Linked DNA regions of Mus musculus: all the other regions are linked to region 3. Evidence: chromatin contacts called from public Hi-C data. All regions are on one chromosome and are shown on one strand. Each heading gives the region's core, a stretch centred on a gene start, on an enhancer-like site or on the middle of the called end of the contact. The rest is flanking DNA. Distances are from core to core; before and after follow the strand shown. Region 1 overlaps Smyd3 (SET and MYND domain containing 3). Region 2 overlaps Smyd3 (SET and MYND domain containing 3). Region 3 overlaps Kif26b (kinesin family member 26B).

What was found. Hi-C and Micro-C count contacts between places; a contact is called where the count stands out from the background.
Region 1: a Hi-C map of the N1E-115 cell line shows a contact between it and region 3, with 4 times the contacts expected there. The contact joins two enhancer-like sites. A contact is called at or near these places in 3 of 484 Hi-C or Micro-C datasets (the N1E-115 cell line, cardiomyocytes and nephron progenitors) and 1 of 9 other capture datasets (embryonic stem cells).
Region 2: a contact with region 3 is called in a Hi-C map of the N1E-115 cell line, with 3 times the contacts expected there. The contact joins two enhancer-like sites. A contact is called at or near these places in 7 of 484 Hi-C or Micro-C datasets (the G1E-ER4 cell line, the N1E-115 cell line and uterus), 1 of 115 datasets of contacts at active chromatin or transcription factors (cardiomyocytes) and 1 of 9 other capture datasets (embryonic stem cells).

The regions. Positions count from the first base shown.
Region 1 is chr1:179,086,227-179,090,238 of GRCm38.p6, reverse strand. It overlaps Smyd3 (SET and MYND domain containing 3), which reads left to right. Exons shown (of 12, transcript NM_027188.4): 8 at 3,805-3,915. Among named protein-coding and RNA genes, the nearest start is that of Gm31349, 240 kb to the left of the region's middle. Within about 2 kb of position 2,253, at least 20 of the 459 cell types and tissues checked have an H3K27ac peak or open chromatin away from gene starts, as enhancers often do. A contact at or near this core is called in the N1E-115 cell line, where this site is marked.
Region 2 is chr1:179,058,117-179,062,077 of GRCm38.p6, reverse strand. The region is part of intron 8 of Smyd3 (SET and MYND domain containing 3); the gene reads left to right. Among named protein-coding and RNA genes, the nearest start is that of Gm31349, 270 kb to the left of the region's middle. Within about 2 kb of position 1,872, at least 88 of the 459 cell types and tissues checked have an H3K27ac peak or open chromatin away from gene starts, as enhancers often do. A contact at or near this core is called in the N1E-115 cell line, where this site is marked.
Region 3 is chr1:178,702,270-178,706,448 of GRCm38.p6, reverse strand. The region is part of intron 3 of Kif26b (kinesin family member 26B); the gene reads right to left. Among named protein-coding and RNA genes, the nearest start is that of Gm24405, 67 kb to the right of the region's middle. Within about 2 kb of position 2,563, at least 1 of the 459 cell types and tissues checked has an H3K27ac peak or open chromatin away from gene starts, as enhancers often do. A contact at or near this core is called in the N1E-115 cell line, where this site is marked.

The DNA.
Region 1 (4,012 bases), core at 1,004-3,503, 380 kb before region 3:
AGGATTTCTAGGTGTCTGCTATGTGGGAGGAACGAGGGCCAGGCAGTGGGTCTCCTTGAGTTTTGAGGAAAGGAGGTATGGTAAGATCTTATGCCTATAGACAAGATTAAGAGGAGGGTCAGTCTGTCCCTCCGGGCAAGAGTTGACAATGACAGTCTGAAGTCAGGAGGAGGCCAAGTGGTGGCTCAGAATACAGAATGTGAAGAATACAATATTTAGAAACCAAAATTAGTAGAATTTGTGTGACAAAGAAAAGGGACAAAAGTGACTTTAAGATGAAGTGATTTTTTTTTTAAACTTTGAGCTAGTATTGGAAAAATGTGTAACTGTGACAATATACTACAAAAATGAAAACAAGATTTGGTTTTATTCTGCACTCCGTTGTTGATGGGAAAGATGGTTTCAGGGAAAACAGTTTTCTCCGCTATGTGATTTGAACAGAGGCACCATAACCAAGTCCCTGAAACCTCTGCAATATTGCTCTAAAGCTGGAAATGATTTATGCATTTTTTTCATAAGAGTTACACTTAAATGGCAGAGCAATGGTCAGAGCATTAATATTTTAATGCGATTTTGTTCTGTGCCATTAAAGCACCAGTTGATCAATGGCCGTGGTTTGTGTGTGTGCCCGCCCCGCATGTAGTGAGCAGTGACTCCATTTAAACTTTCAAATCTATGAGCCTTTAATAAAGGTTTTTATCTTTGCTTGATAAAATGATTGAGCTGCCATTTCAAGCTAGCTGCGTGCTTCCGGAATGTTCTTGCTGCTGAGCCCCTCAGCTTTGGTACAGTATAGTTTGCAAACTTCAGTGGCATGAAAGAGGCACAGAAAAGATAAGGAGTCCCTATCCCAGAGGGAGGGGGCGTAGACAGCTGTATAGTCAAGACTCTATGAGGCACAGGAAAAGACATCTGAGACGAGGAAGTAGACCTACAATCAGTCTAGGAGAAAAGACTTGTGGGGCTCCATCCATAGGCAGGAAGAAGCTGCCTGAAGTCTTCACATAGAGGAATGACTCAACCAGCTATGGGTGTTAGGGAGCGTGTTCTCCCTCCTCCTCCCCCTCCCCCTTCCCCTCTCCCTCATTTTCCCCCTCCCCCTCTCTCATCAGTTTAGAAGGTAAAAAGGTAGAAAAAGCCCCTAGGAGGCAAGTTAGAAAGCCATTGCTTGGGTAAAGGCTTCAGGCATTACAGGCTACCCAGAAAGACTGTGAGACCCTATTTATTGGGGTGAGACAAAATAACTAGTCTCCTGCCCGGCAGTCACACATGAGTTGTAGTCCTTATAATGCAGTTTTAGAGCCAGACACTGTTGAGTTGGTGGCTTCACAGTAGCTTGGAATTACCCAAGAGCTTCTGCTTGACCTGACAGCGATGACTAGTGACTTCTGGTCTTTAGGCTGGGCTGAGAAACGGGGTCTTAGAATGAATTCTACAGGGAGCATAGTCACCAGCTGCCCCCTCACCTGTGTGGGGATCTGTCCAGGACCAGAGAGTCTGAGGATACAGGATGAGTGTACAGCCCCAAACTTACTGATAAAGATGTTCTCGAATATACGCTTTGAGACTAGTTGCTTGGTCTGTGGAACCTGGTGTTCTCCAAAAGGCATGGGAACTGGCCTTGTACTGTAGCCCTTTCTCCTCTGCCCTGCCTTCAAATGCAAGAGAGAGATGGAGGAAATGAAAAGATGACCATTGTCTTAGCCAAAAGAGCCAGCCACCACCACTGCTCTGTGTAGCTTGTGCTGTATATATTCCACGGTGGGGCTGTAGAGGCTCCTTCTGTTCGTAGGCTCCACTGCCACCCCAAGAAGGGTACCTGCTGCAGTCCAGGTGAAAGAGTCAGGCTTGAATCGGGTCAAATGCAGATCCCAGCTCCTTTTAGGTTTTTTTCTGTTGCAGTTACTTCAGGAGTGCAGCACTCACCAGAGGTGTTCCTGCAAGACCAGATCTATACTCTTGGGGCAGACATTAGTTCTTCTGTGGAAGAAGGCACCCACAGCTTTCTAACATGAGCCTCTGTGATGAGCCAGGGAGTCAGCTCAGGTTCTGTCTTCTGTCACCCTGGTGACAGTGAGTCTGACCCATGTGGCTGGCCAGACTTCCTCCTCCTCAAGGAGGCCACCTTAAAGTCATTTTCTGTCAGAGGCCTTCTCTGCCCTACCTTGACTTCAAACAAGTATAATCATGTTTAGTAGACACGGGGTGCTTTGTTTTCAGTTAAGAAAAACCACATGGAGTGTTTGCTCTGGGGCATTTTGTCAAGTCTTTCAACAGATAACCCTGCCCCCTCCTCCCTGCAATATCCCCAACTCCCCCACACCCATAATTATGTTCTGCATTTGAAAACAGATAAATAAGTCATGTATACTGTATAGTACAAGCTGGTATCCATTACCAGAGTAAAGCAAAGGAAGACAAGGGGGAGGGGAGGAGCGCTGGGTGTGGCAGGAGCCAGTTGTTATTTTAAATAGGCTGCAGGTTAGGCCTCCTAGAGAAAATGGGATTTGATTGAAATGGAAGAGGACCAGAGAGGCCACCTTGGTGGATCTGGGAGAACTCAGGCCTGAAGGGAAAATATGAAGGGACAACAAAGAGGCCAGACTAGCCAGAGCAGCAAGAGCCATGGAAAAGGGGGAAGGGAACGTACAGGGAGGGCCATGCGTTCAAAGGAGTGGGTGCAGCTTATATGAAGCTCTTGCTTCTCTGTCCCCAGTGATGAAAGACCCATATTTTACTTGGGTCATCAGACTTAATATTTTTGACAAATTTGAAAAATGAATATTTAAAAACAGTAACCATAACAAAACGTTTTATCATTAGAAACACACACACACACACACACACACACACACACACACACACACACACACACATTCTTACCAAATAGTAAACAAGTTTCTAAATGAGGACTTTGTATTTCCTTCCTCCAATTCAGCATTGAGCCTATGCAGTCCAGAGGCCACACTCGGGTTGCTCTGTAAGACCTTGGCTTTCCTCAGACAAAAGGGGGCGCTATTGCAGTATTTCAAACTGAAGAAAGCCTGTCTGACTTCAATTGTGGTGAAGGCTAGATTGTAGAATGCAGAGATTCCTTCTAGGAGAGAAGGGCCAAGGGTGGGGTGGGGAGACCATCCTGAGATGGTGGTTGGCCAGGTTGGGATGTAACAGTGGGAAAGATTAAAAGTGGTCACTTCTGGATGAATTGTTAATGTGGATACAACAGAACTTCCTGATGGTTTTGGATGTTAGAGTCCAGGGAGACACAAAGGGTTCAGTCTAGACAACATGAATAGAGCTACTGCCTCCTCTCCTAACTAGGGAGGCTCTGCAGGTGAGTAGGAAGGGGAGAAGAGTTCTGATAACTGTGAACTTGATTCTTGTGTGTTGGGGAAACATGTTTATGCCCATGGTGTTACCTGAAGACCAGGGACCCAGAACAGAGTGAAACTGGCCTCTCTGGTCATCAAGGGTCATAGAATTTATGGTCAAACCTTAGTGACAGTAAATATGAAATAACTCCTGAGGTTTTTCTGTTTGATGGAAGAAAAACAAAAGACAAAGATAAAGTACAAAATTGTGTCCAGGTTATAAACGTGATTCTTTAAATTAAGCATGTAATGTCTGTATGTTGACAGTGAGCCAGACTAGAATAAGACACATTACAGTCGCCAGGGGAGGAGGCTGTAGGTGGCTCCTTTCTCTTCCTCCCATTGATGTCTTACTCTAAGCATTAGCAGTGATGATAGCAGTAGAAGCAAATGAGTGTACCAGTCATGCAAGCCTTTCCTTCGGTTCCCACAGCTCACCATCTGCTACCTGGACATGCTGATGACCAGCGAGGAACGCCGGAAGCAGCTGAGGGACCAGTACTGCTTTGAGTGTGACTGCATCCGATGCCAAACCCAGGACAAGGTAGGTGGAATGAGAGCAGATTGAAGCTTTCCATGGTGGTGTCTGAAGGGTCTGGGGAGCTCGGCTGTGTTCACACTGCTCCAAAGTGCACAGCTAA
Region 2 (3,961 bases), core at 623-3,122, 360 kb before region 3:
GTCTGGAAAGCTCTGTTAACAGTCATGCATGCTCAGTTTATAAGACGGTTACAAGGAAATGGAGGTGGGGGCAGGGTGCCAAACACAGCCAGAGCTTTTATCTTTGACATTACAAAGAGGTCTCTGGCCCGGGGCCAGGCTGGAGTTTACGGGAATATAAAATGCAGACATGTGCTTTCTGTTGGTGGGGCGCCAGGGGAAAGACGGGCCATGCAGCCAGACAGCACTTCACTTCCCTGGGATGCACAGTTGCTAAGAAGAGCATCCGAGTCTTGGTGGTTCAGAGCAGGGTCACTTGTGGCTATGAGGTAGGATGAAGAAGAGCCATGCCATATGCTGGCCTCCTCTCTTCCCAAGGTGAAAAAGGGGTGGCCCTGTCAACCCCATAGCCTGGGAGTGATGGCCTTCTGCAGTGACCCCTGCACCCCTCAGGAGCACCAGACTCCGGAAGTATGTGTCTGCATACTTATTGAAAGACAAGATAGACCTCCTCTACTTTTAAGCAAAGTTTTGATGTTGTACCCCTCAAACTGTGACATAGTCTTCTTGAGCTTTTTGTTCATTTGGCACGAGGTCAGAGGAGTCCGATGTGGCCTCATTAAGCATAAGGAAGTTCTTGTGGATTTGTGCATCCAAGCTCTGAAAAATAAAAGAGAGAAAGATAGATTAGTGTGCTACCAGAAGTTGCACTAACAGATATTAAGGCGTGGCTTCTGATTCCCTAATGACATAATTTTCTTTGGTTACCCCAGCGCTGACCTTCTTTAAAAGTGTCTCTACACTTGTGTCACAGGACTGACTGGTTATCTGAAATTGCAAGTGTGGGCCCCAGCCAAACTCACCACTTGTTTGGGGATTACAGGTTAAGTAATCTGATGTGCTTGTCTTAGGAGATAAACAAATGCCATAAGCTGCCTGGGTTTTGGCTATCACCCCTACTGACCGTTACAATCATGGATGTCAGGGGAAGCACACAAATTAAATACCCTTGGTCCAAGTCTGGGCTTGGCAACAGGCGGTGCCATGTTGAGTACAGTCTTTGTTCTGTGCCACATACTCTCTCTGTTCTGGCTGGGGTGGTGCTGGAGAAAACTCAGCTTAAAATAGAAGGAAGAAGGGGAAGAAAGAAGGAAGGAAGGGGCTTGCAATTTGCAGGACCACACATGCTCAAAGTCTCTACTCTCTGAGTCTAAGAACTGTCCTCAGGCACCGCAGACACCTATGTGACCAATGGACTGGAACGATTAGTTTCCATCTCCATGGTAACCATAATCGAGTTTTCACCGAGGCACTGGGTCTAGCTCTGAGTCTTGCAACTGACTGGCCAACAGCAGAGCTGGGAGCTGAGTCCCAACTCCTTGATGCTGCTTTCGTGGTTTCTGCCACACAATGCCTCGAGCCTGCGACCTAAAATTGTCCAGTGATCAATTCAGTGCTGGGGATCAAGCCAATGGCCTGGCGAGGGCTCTAGCACACAGCCAGCCCTCATCCTATTTTGAAATGTCTTTGGAACGCCTGCATCTAGCCCATCCTAACCTTCACCATCAGGATGTTGCCCCTTAAATCTGTTCTGTTGTAGTTTGAAGCAATTTCCTGTCTGTATGTAGAGGTGAGTGAAAGCAGCTGCTCCCAGTAAGGGACATAAAAAAGATTAAGGAGCAGAGAGCTGTGGTTTCAGTCTCCATTAAAATAAAACCTGTCCTGAAATTTGGGGCACGCAGGGGGCGGGGTGTACTTTATCTTCATGGCTGCCTGCATTAGGACAGTTTTCCTGTAAAAATCTTTGCATTTTTCCCAGAGTCTCAAACCTCCCACCTCGTGGTGTTTACAAAAGGAGACTGGCAGAACTCGGCCTGAGTCACATGCATTTACAGCCGCACAAGCCATCCGTTGGATAGTTTCTCCACAAATGTGAAAAGAATTCGTTTGAATGTGCCTTTGCGAGCCAAGCCAGTAGCCTCACGCTTTGTATGATCCCCACTGTGCGTTCTCAGGCGCTTGACTCTGCAGCATGGGGAAGATGCAAAGAGGTGCTCCCTTAAATATCCTCCCAGAATGTTTAACTGCCTCTGCATGTTGGTCCATCATGCCTGTTCCCTGCAGAATGCTGCCTGTAAAAACGGATCGTCAGCAGGCTCCACTGGTGTGGCTCAGCTCTCAGAAAGCCCCAACTTTTGTAGATGCGGGTGTTGCCAGTGTAAATGGCTTTGGTGGTTGCAGGAGCTTCGCTGTGACGTGAACGTCCCCTTCCTCCTGGAACTTCTCCGTCACTGGAAATTTAACCTTGAACCTGAGATGGGTTGCACGGACATTGCCTTGTAAAACTGTGTAGTTTCTACAAAGCCGGTTTGTGCCAGAGTGAAAAGCAGACACACCTTTGCTCCCTAATGCCTGATCGGGGCACACAGCAGTTTGATTCTGTCTTAAGTAGCAAGCATTCTTGCCTTTCCCTCCACACCCCTTCGTGCCCACTGTGCCCATTGGCTGCCGTGGGGTTCATACAATGGTGAATGCTCTGGTTTCAGCCTTTTTTCCCATGTTATGAAAGAACCGTTTTCTCCCCCTAAGTTAAACCTGGACTGCTTTCAGGTATTTTTGCCAAAGGAAGTGGAAATTGGTTCCAGTTGATGTTTCCTGTTAATCATAAAGGTTCTTGAATGAGCCTGTGAGCTAATCTATTAGTCCCAGTATGTTATCCATGAACCAAAGTACTGCAGTCAAAGACACTGAAGATTAGACTGTTCCCATCCTGGGTTTTATTTCAGGGCTCCCTGCCCCTCTCCAGAGGACAGGCATGCTATTTGAACCGTATGCTACTTTCTTTTTAATATAAAGTAACAGAGTACCCCTTCTTCCTTTTAACACACTGGAATTGTTGCCTCACTAGGGAAGTTTATAAGTGTTCCTTAATTCCGTTCCGATCCTATCCTCCTCCTCCTCTCTGATCAATCTAATTAGAGTTTACGTGGGGATCGGATAACAGGAAACACAGGAAGGCAGATCGCCCTTCTCTTTCTCCATTTTAATGAGAACCATCTGAAATTAAGCTAGCACAAGAGTTCCAACATCAAGCGCTTGCAAACCTAGCAAGTAGAGTTGTCTGTGGCTTCCTGTTGCAAGGTAAACCCGGATTGGTACCTCTAATGCTTCATCGGATGTTGCCAGCAGCCACTTCCCAAGGATGTGTCCAGCCACCTGTGCCAGGACCCTACCCTATTGAGGAAACTTGGCTCTCTCATTCCTGGTGACTACTGGCCCCTGAAAGGCACCGTGTCTACTTTGAAACCAGAGGAAGCCTCTGGCTAGTTGAATCCAGCTGTGTTGACTGGCATCTTTTTTTTTTTTTTTTTTTTTTTTTGTGGTTGTAAGATTTTTGTAGAATCATCTGTTTTTACATTCAAGAAACCAACTCTGGGGTATCAGTTTACCATCTTTGTAGCAGGGGTGTGTGTGACCTTAATCCATCCAGGGAGAAGAGGCTGGGGAACTTTGGGCAAGAGAACTTGAAGTGACTTCGGATGATGTTTAAGTAGAAGCCAGGGAAGTTCACTGACCCCACTTCCCAGCTAGCCCTTGCTGCTGTTGTTTGAGAATATGGATCCTGAGCCAGTGCGGGATTTTGTGTTTTAAATTGTGGCCAGTATCTGGGTATGTGGCAAATACCACACTGCAGTGGGAACATATCCTTCTCCAACATTGTTACAGTGGTATAATATCAGAAATGAGTCAAGGCAAAAGTATTGTAGAAGAAAAAAAAAACCCTCAACATTCAGTTTCCTTGGTTGTTACTCTCAATGTTGTTAAATTAAGTCATTGATTTTGTTCTTCTAATACTCTTAGCCATGGGTCATAAAAGTTACCATCACTCTCCTTGTTCATCCGTTGCGCCCACATGTTGTTAACTGACAGTGTGTTGCTATAGGAACTGTGAAGAGTGGCTTCCAGGGCTCCATGGTCAAGC
Region 3 (4,179 bases), core at 1,314-3,813:
ATCTCAGGCATACGTTAGTTCATCTTTGCAGGCATGCTAAATCACAATGCTTTAATGGAGAACCTCCAATCATGTGTCTCAGTGATTTATTAGCGTCATATAAGATGAGGAGTCTAGTAGGCTTGGAAAGAGGGCATCAGGTATCCTTAGAAGCACCATCATCACCATGAGTGTGGCTTGGCAATGGTGGTAAAAAAGTGGTATATTCAGCTTTGTTTTAAATTATTTTATGTGTGTGCTAATTATTGTATGCCTCCATATATGTCTGTGCACCACACAGTGCCTATAGAGTCTAAAAGAGGGAATTCCAGAGATCTCTGGAACGTGAGCTACAATGATGAGCTCCATGTGGATGCTGGGAGTTGAACCTGGGTCCTCTGAGAAAGCAGCCAGTGGTCCTAACTGCTGAGATCTCAATCCAGCCTAAAAGCACCATGTTTAATCCTGTCAACACCACTGTTATCGACAAGGGTATCAACTCTGCCGCATGGGAAAACGCTGGAGCAACGAATGCCATTGGCCTTGGTCAGTCTCTATCCTTGAGATGATAGATTCTGAGCAAGAGACAAACAATAAAAATTTGCATAAGGGGTGGAAAATGAAGCAGGGAGAGTGTGTCCCTCTGTCAGCTTGGTGCTGGCTGGCTGCAGCCACAGCTAGAGCAGGAAGTCTCAGAAAATGGGATCAAGGACCATAAGAACTCAGAAGCCAGGAGAGGAGAAATCAGGTCAGAGGCCATTCTCACTGCCCTGCCTCAGTTTTCCTTCCAGAAAACATGCTTTTTAGTTTAACTCAGAGCCGTGTAGTACTAGAAGACTCACAAGCACAGAAAACCAGAGACCCATTTCACAAACTGAGCTGTTGTTCTCCTGCCTAAAAAATAACCCTAGGCTTGGAAGACAAAGGCTGGACAGATCTAAATGTCTGAATACTGGCCCTATGTAACTCTTGCAAAATGGCTGTGTTTGTTAGTGATGCTGCCGAGGGTACATATAACGACATTAAGAGACTACACATTAGATTAGCTGGAACTGCAGTAGCATTTAATTCTAATACAGATCATGGCCTTTTCCATTTATGTTTAATCGGCCATGTTTTCTTGTCTGTAGAGGTCATCAGGATGTATCTCTAAGACTTCCAGAGTCTGTCACTGCTCTTTGTCTATATCTGAGCAATGCTTGTTGCAAGAGAGCAACGGTGCATCATGAGCTGGAACTGAAGAGCAGCCTACTTCCTTACATTTCCTTGAACTTCAACAGGCACGCACGCATGCACACATACACACTCGCACACACGCGTGCACACACACAGTGTCAGAGAGAGAGAGAGAGAGAAAGAGAGAGAGAGAGAGAGAGAGAGAGAGAGAGAGAGAGAGCTAAACAGTTTTTTAGGATAGACAATACTCAGTTGTAAGTAACCCACCGTAGCCTGAAAAATGGTCAGCAAGCTCAATTCAAAAACAACTTTGCAGTCTGCACAAGTGAGGAAACAATGTCAGGCATGCATGCATGCATGAGTATATGAGCGCTCTTCAAAATGGTAGAAAGGAGAGAAGAGCTCATAGAAGATGCAGGGATGAGGCATGCAGTTGCTGGAGACTAGATACAGAAACCACAACAGCATAAATCATAGCCAGAAACAAGCCAGAGGCAGGCTGGACCGAATGGAATTGGTATTGTCATCCCAGTGTCTGGAAAAGGGTGTGGCAGGCACTGGACCCTCAGTTAATGCTGTACGGACTAAGAAGAACTATTGTGGGGCTGGCTCAGTTGGAACAAAATTGGAAGCTTTGAATAAATCAGTTTCCTAATCTAGCCCAGTTTCCCCAGTGAGGGGAGCTGGTATATCTGGAATGAAATGACAGAACATGGCTGAGTGTGCCCTGTGGTCTAAGCCATAATGAAACACAAAGCGAGAACATTTAAAAATATAATGACATCCTTAAGTTTATCCTTACTCAGCCTTTCAGTGGCCTTTATGTGAAACCTTATGAACACGCCTGTGAAGAGACAACAGCAATAACATTACCCACTAGCACTGAAACCACTCGGGTGAACAAGGACTGACGTGTGGTCAGCTGACTGACCCATGATGCACTGCCCTACGTGGTTCCGGTTTTGACTTCATCTCATATTTTCTGTTTACCAACTGAAGAAATGGAAAATTCTGCACAATCAAAAAAAAAAAAGAGCCAGAAAAGCTCTTATATACTAGACCAAGTTTTATATGTCTATTGACACCTGTCAAGAAATCTGTCATAAGAGAGCAGAGCTCAAAACTAATTGAAGATCTCTGGCATACACAGAGAAAAGCGAACATTGTCTATGGGTGAGCTTTAAAAGCCAGGGTTCAGTTGTACACAAAGTTCCAGCTGCAGGACCTCATTACAGTCAGTTAACCTCGCCACATCCTAATGGTTCAAATCAGAGGTACGCCAGAAGGAATATTTGGCTAGAGGGACCCTCAGATATCTTTATTCTCAAAAATGGCTTAAGACTCAAAACCAATCTGCTAACCCTTCCCCCCACAAACCTACACACAAAATGGCCAGCTGGAGGGCTGAGCTCATGGCACTCTCTGACAGTTTGGGGATCAGTCTCTTCCCCTCTGAGTTTAGGGTCACTTGCTGTATCTGTCACACCATTCCTACAAGTCAGGGACAGCATGTCACAGTCACAGCGTTGTCTGCTGTGAAGCTCCCGGCCGCTGACCCTAATCAAGCAGATCTTAATCTTGTTACTGAACCCACGACCTTTGGCCTCCGATGCTTTCTAAACTGGTCCATCTAACAGGCCTAGCTTATTAACTAAATATGCTTATATGTGTCATCGCCCTCCCCTTCTCTGAGAAAAGTAACATTGAGAACGCTTTGGAACTTGAGTAATGCCCAAATACTCTCTCTACTTCCGTAATTACAAATTCTCATAGAGAACACTAAAATACAGTTTTTAAACATTTTTTTTTAAATCCTGGACCTCATGACTTGTAAAACAAAATTCCAAAGTTAATTTTTTTCTTTTTCAGATTTATTCAAATTTATCTAATATGTCAAATTCTCCTGTCCACATAAAATTATCAAAGAGGTTTTCTGTGTGGTAAGCCAGGACTAGAAATGTGTCTAATCTTGTTGTATTTTTAAATACTCTGCTTTTTCCATCATGGCTGTAATATTCCATCTAGTGTCCCGGATTTTTCGTTAGAGAGTTCTGCTCAGATTTCGCCCCTGTTCATTGAAGACGTAACTTTTTTTGTCGTATTTTGTATACTATGGTTTTTCCCAAGCTCAGCTGTGTTTTCCACTTGTATGTGGGTCAGAGTCAACACCAACTGACATTGTGGCCATATCTAACTAGACTCCCCTAGCTAACCAACCAGAGCCAACAAGATTGGCATTCCCCAACACCTCAGGGAGCCCAGCCAGCACACTTGATTCTCAGAGCTGGACCTGGGGGTTCATCTCTGCCATATCTACCCTTTTGTTATAAGCCTTGGGTCCCTGGAGTGTGCTATTTAAAACAGCTGATCTTTAGGGATTCTTGCCTTTCATACACACTTGAAAAGCTATTCATCCGCGCCTCAGTTAAAAGACTACACTGCATTTGAAACTCAGTCTTGCTGGAGTTGACCCCAAACAGTTATTTCTTTAATAATCTTTTCTAAGAGAGCAACAATATCTCAACTAAACCTATCATCTCACTCCCATGCCAACCTACAAACCATGACCGTATCCTCAACAGAAAGCAATTGTAGAGGCTGTGCTGTTTCCATATATGTGGGGTAATCATACAAATAGGTCTCAGTTCCTACATCCAAGGCCTGGAATCAACCAGGCCATCTCAGAAAGAAACCCGTGCCAAAAGCTACGATTTTCAGAACAGACAAAGATACTCCCACTTGTAGTAACCTTTCCCCAGTGGACAGCAATTTCTTCACTTTGGAAGGTCATGTCCATGAACCTAGTGGAGTAAGCTTTATTACCTTAAACAGTCTTCTTGACAAAAGAATTGAAAACTGAGCTGTTTAAATTTCTAGAAGGCTTATCACTAACAGAATCACAGAAATTGGGCAAGAATAAATCAACAGGTGTGTCCATTTTATAGTTAAAGATTTAGCAAGTTTTGACTACAGCAAAAAAAAAAAATGAAATCAAAGCAAAGAGGTGCATGCACATGATGCACA